Regions from separate parts of the Mus musculus genome. Here region 1 is linked to region 2. A link is a contact called in public HiChIP or PLAC-seq data. All regions are on one chromosome and are shown on one strand. The core of a region is the stretch at or near the end of the contact, and the rest is flanking DNA. Distances in the headings are between cores, read along the strand shown.

Region 1 (4,685 bases), core at 633-3,132, 89 kb before region 2:
CTAGGGTGGCAGAAAATAACCAGATTCTGCAGGACAGGAAGCAGAAGACATGGCAGGTTATCCTGCATATTGGCTTGTCTAACAGCTTTTAAGGTGGCAAAATAAACAAAACAACCCCAAAAGACTCCCCCAAACCATAAAGCCCAAAGATCCAAAACAAACCAACCAACCAACAAACCACTCAACCATAGCCAACAGGCAGAAAAACAGAAAAATAAGAAGGTACGTTTGTCACAATACTATGTATTTAAGATACCAGGAAATTGTGTGTTCTTCCTAGGAAAAAGGGCTCTTCAAACACTGAATTATGCACATTTAATATCAATATCTAACAAAGTTTACAATAGTTTTGGCTTGTTGGCACATTATAATTGGATGTGTTCCAGAATTTCAGTGGCTCAGTAAGACTGTAATCCATAGAGCTTCAGCTAACAGAATGTCTGTTCACTTAGATGTGTGTGTGTGTGTGTGTGTGTGTGTGTGTGTGTGTGTGTGTGGTGTGGTGTGGTGTGTGTGTGTTATTTTAGGATAAGTATAAAGTCTTTAGTTTCCTGGGTAAACAGAAAGGGAATTGTTTTTTTGTTTTGGTTTTTTTTTTTGTTTTTTTGTTTTTGTTTTTTTTTTTTTTTGTGGGTGTTTTTGCTTTATTGTGTTTGAGATGCAGTCTCATTCTAACCCAACCTAGCTCGTAACTGTTAGTGTGGCCCAGGTTGGTCTTGAACTCATGATCCTCCTGCCTTAGTGGCCAAAGTGCTGGGCTTGCAGGCACTGACCTCCACTCCCCACTAAGAAAAATCTACCTGTCTGATGTCTTAACAACTGGATCCTGTAAATTATGCATGTGTGTATGCATTATGTTCTTAAAGCAATAAGAACCAAAGAAGAATATTAAGACACCAATAAAAAGTAGCCATTCATCTCGTGACTCACAAACCAACACACGGAGAGACACTGCCAACATAGGCACAGCAGGAGACTGCAGCCCTCAGCATCCCACAGGCACACTGAGTTTGGCAACCGCCCATGCATACGGATGCCTTTGTGGGAGGCCCGGGGAGCTCAGCAGAGAGGCTTCAATACCTCATTAGAGGAAGGGGGTGAGGGTTGGGAGGAACAAGCCTGTCAAGGAGAGTAGATGAGGCAGGTTCACTGTCTCATAGGCCGGTCCCCATCTGCAGAACTCAGTGACAAGAGCATCCTCCTGCGGTGACTTCTCTAAGGAGGGAAAACAAGAACACAACGAATGCCTGGTTTCCTGGTCACGTGGGAGCCCAACAGGCGTGGTTCTGTTTTGGTCTACTCAAACCCTTTGCCTCTTCCTGAGTAAATAGCCTGGGGCTAGGCAGGAAAGGGGGTGGGGTGGGGGAGAAGGGGCGGGGTTCATAATGACAGGGTCTCGAATCCAACAAAGAATGATTGGTCATCCAGATACCTTGGAAGCTCTGAGAGGTCAGTCACATCCCTCCACCACTGCAGTTGCTCCTGCTAGAAGTCTAGATGGGTCTCGGGGAATTCTGTATACATCCCAATAGCTAGTGGTCTCCCATAAACTAACGCTGATAGTCAACTTGGTGGCATATAGGGTCACATAGATTACCTCCTGGGCGTGCTTATGAGGGACTTTGTTAAGTTAGCCTCTGGGTGTGTCTTATCTAGATTGGGCTAGTTGAGGTAAGAAGACCCACCCCAAGTGAGTGTGACATCATCTCGTGGGCTAGGATTCTAGACTTAAAAAAGAGAGAGTGAGGAGGGCACTGGCGTTCATCTGTTTCCTGACTGTGGCTGCCCTGCGACCAGCTGTCTTGCACCCCCTCTAGGATCTCCACAGTATGATGGACCAGCCGGTGAGCAGAATAAACTCCTCCTTCCATTGCTTTTGTTAGTCATTGCATCACGGAAGTGAGCGAAGAGTTGTCCAACACAGTGTGCATAAGCCTTTGTTTGTTGCCCCAAGCACATGCAGGCGACCAGCTGGACTTTGCCGAGCTGGGAGCAGGCTACTAACCTTGAACACTCAGGGCACCGTCCCAGGGAAAGGGAACAACTCAGAGCTTGGCTTAGCTTTACGAGATTCAGATGAGGTTTATATTTCCAAGGCATTTCCCAACTGTGAGCCAAAGGGATAAAGTCACAGAAAAGACCAGAGGGACTCCCAGAATCCCTAGCTCGGGTGAGTAGTGGATGCCTGTCTCTTTCAAAGCCATTCAGTAATGACTGGACACGCCTGCTTTTCCAGATGTGTCGGTAGCAACACAAGGCTTCAAGAACACGGAAAATCAGAAATGTCAGTGAGCTGTAAGGGAACACACAGAGGTCATTGTGAGACCACTCTCCATGGATGGAATGAGAAGTTCTGCAGAGGTGGAAACCTAAAAACAAAAAAGAAAACCAAAAATCCTAGAAGTTTTGGAACTGAGGAATGCATGGAGTAAGCTTAGAAGCATGATAGAGGTACAACAGCAGGCTTGACTAAGCAGGAAAACGATTCTGTAATCTTGAAAAGGGCCACTTGAAGTTTTCCCTTTAGTCAGAGAAAAGAAAATTCAGAATAAAAACAAGTGAAGGGAGCTTATAGATTTCTGAGACTTCCCAGTGTGGGCCGGCATGGACATTCTGGGAGTTCCACAAGGAAAAGAGAAAGATCGATCAGAAGAAAACTTGCTTGAAGAAATAATAGCTTCCAAATGATAAATCCCCAACTATTGAGAAAGATGTGGACACCAAAGCTCGTGAATTCAAAGCTTTTAAAATAAGATTACACTAAGATATATAGTGGTCAATTTATTAAAAGTCAGACAGAATTTAGAAATTACCAAGAGAAAAGATTCCTGCCACCTGCATCAGGACCCTCACAAGGCTATCAGCAGATTTCTCTGCAGAAGTCCTATAAGGGGAAGAGTGGAATACTGTGAAATCAATGACACACACATACACACACACACACACACACACACACACACACATCAGCTCTGAGGACATAGAAGCTGGATGGGGAAGACTTTCCTGCAAGCAGAAGCAGGAATGGCTATACTTATGCAAAGTAGGCTTTAAGTAAAAATCTGCCATAAGGCACAGTGGTCATTTGACCATGGCCAATGTGTGGAGCAAACAAGAATACAGGCAGATGCACTCACCGTAACAGTACAGAAGTGTATAAAGCAAGTATATCAGCAGAATTGAAGGAGCGTACAGACAGCAATGGCTCACAGTAGTAGTCTTTAACATCTCACTTTCAAAATAGATACATCATTGAGGAAAAAAAAAAAAAAAAAAAAAGCCGGGCGTGGTGGCGCACACCTTTAATCCCAGCACTTGGGAGGCAGAGGCAGGCGGATTTCTGAGTTCGAGGCCAGCCTGGTCTACAGAGTGAGTTCCAGGACAGCCAGGGCTACACAGAGAAACCCTGTCTCGAAAAACAAAACAAAACAAAACAAAACAAAACAAAACAAAACAAAACTCAACAAGAACTTGAATAACACTGTAACACTCAGACCCACAGACCTGACACACAGAGATTTCGCCCAACAGCAGCAGGATGTGTATGCTTCTCAGATGCAAACCATAGGACAGATCATACGCCAAAAAATTGATTTTGGTAGCAAGTTTAAGAAGATTGAATGCTGGTAACCCGTAGTCCCAACACATGGGAGGGTGATGCAGGAGGGTTGCTAGAAGTTTAAGGTCAGCCTGGGCTACACGGTGCATTCTAGGTCATCCTGGGCTACAGAGTGAGACACTGTTTCAACAAAAATAAGAACAGAAGAGAAGCTTGAGTACTTATCATATATCTTTTCTGGTCAAAATAGAAACGAGATCACCAACAAGAGGGAGCCTCTCAAGGGTGGGCCACAGACTCTTGAGCATCCTAAGGGTAGAAGATCCCGGGAAGGAAAGAAAAAACGGTATGAGGTGAGCAAAAATGAAACCACATCTTAAAGGATGCAACTTCAGAGAGGGGAATTACCAGTGACGTCTGCCTATATTAAGAAAAAGGAAACTTCTGGAATAAATAACTTGGCTTTACATATGACACCACAGAGAGTAAATATCATTGGTGGTTATCCTAATACATGCAGAAAATGTGTCTAATGAGACTTCTTTCTTTTTGAGGCCACAGAGGAACTAAGCCTGATGGGGGACATGGCAGATACCAAATGTTGGTGAAGAAACCAACTTTTCCGCACCATTATACCATTATATAAAACTGGGAAGAATCCTTACAAAGTTAAAAAAGGAATTGCTATGTGACCCAGAAAGCTCCAAGAAAATAAATTTGGGGATCTGATCCCTTCAACCTGTGTTCACTCATAGAGTTATTCCTGTCTAGACATGTGAGTCAATGTATGTGTCAATCGACGACTGCATGAGAAAATATCTCGTGAAATATTACTCAGCCTTGAAAATGGAGAAACCATTCCATGTATGAAGCCATGGCTAAGTGTGGTGAGCATGGTGCTAAGCTAAATGAGCCAGACACAGAAAAGATACAGGACCTTGGTTATATAGCCATCAAAATATATTGGCTCAAGAGAGCAGAGAGTAGAATGGGAGCTCGGGGGAGGAGGGATGAGGCTGGGACTGAAGGCGGTTCAGTTCCAGCTATGCAAGATGAGTGCATCCTGGATACCTAATGTCCAGATGTCTGTCTGTAGCTGGTGCCCGCTGGACTGTGCATTTGAACATGA
Region 2 (4,232 bases), core at 990-3,489:
GAGTCACTGTAATCCCATCTGTCTTCATGAACAAATGGTTGGCTGAGGAGCCAGGATAAGGCTTTTCAGTGGAGACATTCTCAGCGGCTTCCTCCTTGGGTCTTCTTGGTGCTCTCCAATGCACTCACTCTTGTATTAATTTTCTGCTTTCCTGGTGGTGCCTGTTTCTCTTTCCCAGCCCTGTTCTGATTGGATCACTGAACCATTTCCTCAGCCCATACAACTTCCAGGGTAGCCTCTGACCAGATTGTCAACATCAGCCCTCCTTCCTCCTGGCCAAGGAGTCCAGTCTAGGGAGTGAGGCCCAGGGACTGTGAAGCCAGTCCTCTGAAGGATTCTGAGGCATGCTCAGGTCTGAGAGCTCCAGTGCTAGGTATCAGTTGATTGCCTTTACTCTGTATGCATTATTGTGACAGTATGTGTCATGCACGCACACACTTGGGTGCAAAAATGTATGGGAAGACACACACACACAGACACACAGACACACACATACATACACACACACACACACACACATACATACATACACAAACAGAGAGAGAGAGAGAGAGAGAGAGAAAGAGAGAGATCACCACGAAGTCACAGTCTCTCTTAATCTTGTGCCTTAGGAGCCCTTCTCAGTGTTGAGTACAGTTCCAGGTGGGCGCCTGTCATTGAAGACCTTTCCTGAGCATGTTCGCACACACGCTGTTAACTCTAACTTGTTATGTAGTCTTCAGGTTTGTATAATTCTGAGGTATGCTTTACCTTTCTTTAAATAAGATGACTTGCGACCAGAGAGTGTCATTCCTGAGATCTTGTGGTTCACATCTTGAAGGTCAAACACAAGGGCTCAAGAGACCATGCTGACACCTCCGGGTGTTTGCCTGATGATTTAAGAGTGTTTCTCATAAGTTTGTACACTGGGAGATTCATTTTCAGTGTGGCAACGAAAGGAGGTGAGACCTTTACAAGGAAGCCTCAGGTCTGAGGAGATGGTTCAGTGGTTAGAGCACTTACCATACAAACAAGACCTGAGTCTAGATCCCCAGAACCTGCATAAACGCTGGGTGAGCATGGCAGCTCACTCGTAATTCCAGCCATAGGAGGTAGAGCCAGATGATTTCTTACTGTCTTCACCCCCCAAGCAGGCTGGCTAGTAAGACCATTCTCATAGGCAAGCTCTGGGTCCGATTTCAAGACCTTGTCTCAAAAGAATAAAGTGGAGTGAAACAGAGGAAGATTCCGGACATCAGTTTCCAGCTCCATACTTCTATGCACACACATACATGTGCATGCCCACACAAGTCCTCATATACATGTGAACATACATATAAGTATATATGCATACCACACACATATATGAAAAGAAGAAAGGCAGGGAAGTGGGCCCCAATGGGAGGTCCTTAGTGGGTGTGCTTTGAGAACAGGCTGAGGAGTCCCGGGCTCTCTGGCTTCCTGTTCTCAAAATTGAGCTCTTTTTCCTACCTGTTCTCCCAGCAGTACCATGTGCCATGAGGTGACATAGGCAGGTAGGACCATCAATCACCAGCGGCTGCACCATGCAGCTCGGATTTCTAGCCTCTCTCTGTCTGTCCATTTTTCTTCTTCCCTCCCTCTGTTTACCCCTCTTTCTCTGTCTCTTATTTCCTCTTTGTGCTTCTGTCTTTGTCTCTCTCTTAAGTTAGCCCACCTGAGGTATTTTGTTATCACAATGAACAACTGGCCAAAACCACCTCAGGGACAATGTAGGATTAGGCTGGGGCTGGACATGCAGAGCTACCCCACTGTCTGAGGAGGGGGAACATTATAATTTGAGTGACGTACTGTGGTTTACGGAGTGGGTTGTCATAGTAATTCAGAAGAGACTGTCGTGCCTTGGCCCTCTGGAAGTTCCAAGCAACAGGGAGAGTGGAATCAGTTTTAACCTTGAGATATCAGTTTTGAACATGGAAGCACCTTTGAACTTCTAGGTCTCCTGGAACTCATGAATACAAAAACCTTCCTCTTGTCCATAGACCCTGGTCCTTTTGTCCCTAATTCTCAGTCCCCTTAGGAGCTTCTGTAATTCATATCCTTGGGGGTCTTGAGGTGGCAGGACAGACCTGCTGTGGTAACCTTGCCCTGAAGCTGCTCACAGTGACAGTTGACCTCTGTGGCAGCACGTGCCTACCCGGGCCAGGCAAGAGTCCTCCGAGTCTGCAGACAGCGCCACAGTGAGTCATCTTTCCCAGCACTGGCTTGGCTTCCTGCCTCTTCTTTTGCTGGTGCAGTCAGCTCAGACTCAGAGCTGCTGATTCGGGGTCTACAGCAGGACTCTCACAAGAGAGTGTCTCGAGGTCTTGGCTGTTAACAGTCTCTCCCGAGTGGCCCTTCTTCTTTATTTTCCTCTTGCTCTGGATGAATTGAGGCTTTCTTTTCCAGTCTCTGCAGATCACAGCTCTTTCCCGATGGCCCCTATTTGATTTTTACCTCCACGCCCTCCTTATTACTTTGTTCCTTTCTAGCAAGCTAGCTCAGTGTATTTTGTCAACCTGCTTTCTGTGGCAGGAGCTGTGCCCACCTCTTTGTGTTCTTGCTTTTTAGCAGGTCTTAGTCAGAAAGCCAATCTCATCCGGTGCCCTTGAGTTGTTATTTTTAATAGTGGTGCTGTTTTTCCCCCCGGATTCCATCTATTTCCCAGCAAAAGCTCTCAGCAGTTAGATTGGGGTTGGAACTATGTGTGGGTTTGTGGAATGGGGGTGTGCTGCCCATAGAGCGGGAAGAGGGAGTCAGATACCCCGCCCTGTAGCTGGAGTTACCACTTGTGAGCCACTTGACCTGGGTGCTGGCCACTGAACTCAGGCCCTCTGCAAGAGCAGTGTGTGTGCCTAAACACAGAGCTCTCTCTCTCCAGGCCCTTGTTTGATTTTTTAAAAAAGATTTTATTTTTATCTTAAATTATGTGTTTGGGTGCATGCATTGGTGTGTGTGTGTGTATCTGTCTGTCTGTCTGTCTGTCTGTCTGAGGGTAGATTTGTGGACATGAGTGAAGGTGCCCTTAAGCCAGAGATGAAGACTGTACTGGCTGATTTTGTGTCAACTTGACACAAGCTGGAGTTATCACAGAGAAAGGAGCCTCCCTTGAGGAAATGCCTCTGTGAGATCCAGCTGTAAGGCATTTTCTCAGTTAGTGATCAAGATGGGAGGGTCCATTGTGGGTGGTGCCATCCCTGGGCTGGTAGTCCTGGGTTCTATAAAAAAGCAAGCTGAGCAAGCCAGGGGAAGCAAGCCAGTAAGCAGCATCCCTCCATGGCCTCTGCATCAGCTTCTGCTTCCTGACCTGCTTGAGTTCCAGTCCTGATTTCTTTCAGTGATGAACAGCAATGTGGAAATGTAAGCTGAATAAACCCTTTCCTCCCCAACTTGCTTCTTGGTCATGATGTTTGTGCAGGAATAGAAACCCTGACTAAGACAAGGACATTGCATCTCCTGGAACTGGAGTTACAAGCAACTGTGAGCTTCTGGACAAACTGACATGCAAACTCAGGTCCCCTGGACAAGCAGTACTTGCTCTTAACTATTGAGCCAACATCTCTCCAGTTCTCAATTAAACTGAAACTCAGAGACGATCACTGTGACAGACACCCTAGGGAACTAGAGCTGAAACGACCCTATGCATGATTTAAACTTCTATAGCCAGGCCATGACAAAGAAAAGAAATCTTGGAAGTTAAGATGGGGCTCCAGGTAGACAGGTGTCAGGCAGGAATAGAAGCTTGAATCTTCTGGGCTCTGGAGAGCTTGCAGGAGGCTTGAATCTTGTAAAAATTCCCTTGTGTACTGGGAAGGTAGTGTAATCAGTACAAGTAATGCATTTGCCTTGTAAGCACCAGGACCTGACCTGTACCCCAGAACCCACATAAAAAAGCAAGGCACTGTGAAATGCTGTGACAGGAGGATTCCTGACACACGCTGACTCGTCAGATTAGCCTGCTTGGCGAACTCCAGGTCAGTAAGAGACCTTGTCTCAGGAAAACCAAGGTGGGACAGTGTTCTGAGGGAATGAGCTGCAAATTTTCCTGTGGCTGTCGTGTGGATGTTAGGGACACACACACACACACACACACACACACACACACACACACACACACACACACACGCATGCAAGGGCCTATGTGTTGCTGAGGGTGTTGGCATTGGAAAGCAACACCTCTACAATTTAGCATTGACAGTTTGCAGCAACTTGTATGAAATCCTGGCTTGTCAAGG

Evidence for each region. HiChIP or PLAC-seq counts read pairs in DNA pulled down with a chosen protein or histone mark.
Region 1: an H3K27ac HiChIP or PLAC-seq map of neural progenitor cells shows a contact between it and region 2, with 3 times the contacts expected there. The contact joins two enhancer-like sites. A contact is called at or near these places in 4 of 484 Hi-C or Micro-C datasets (bone marrow-derived dendritic cells, cerebral cortex, cumulus cells and 1 more), 3 of 115 datasets of contacts at active chromatin or transcription factors (embryonic stem cells and neural progenitor cells) and 1 of 9 other capture datasets (embryonic stem cells).

The regions. Positions count from the first base shown.
Region 1 is chr13:51,613,203-51,617,887 of GRCm38.p6, reverse strand. No RefSeq gene overlaps it. Among named protein-coding and RNA genes, the nearest start is that of Gm52049, 24 kb to the left of the region's middle. Within about 2 kb of position 1,882, at least 60 of the 459 cell types and tissues checked have an H3K27ac peak or open chromatin away from gene starts, as enhancers often do. A contact at or near this core is called in cerebral cortex and neural progenitor cells, where this site is marked.
Region 2 is chr13:51,524,633-51,528,864 of GRCm38.p6, reverse strand. All of the region lies in intron 1 of Shc3 (src homology 2 domain-containing transforming protein C3), which reads left to right. Among named protein-coding and RNA genes, the nearest start is that of Shc3, 43 kb to the left of the region's middle. Within about 2 kb of position 2,239, at least 51 of the 459 cell types and tissues checked have an H3K27ac peak or open chromatin away from gene starts, as enhancers often do. A contact at or near this core is called in cerebral cortex and neural progenitor cells, where this site is marked.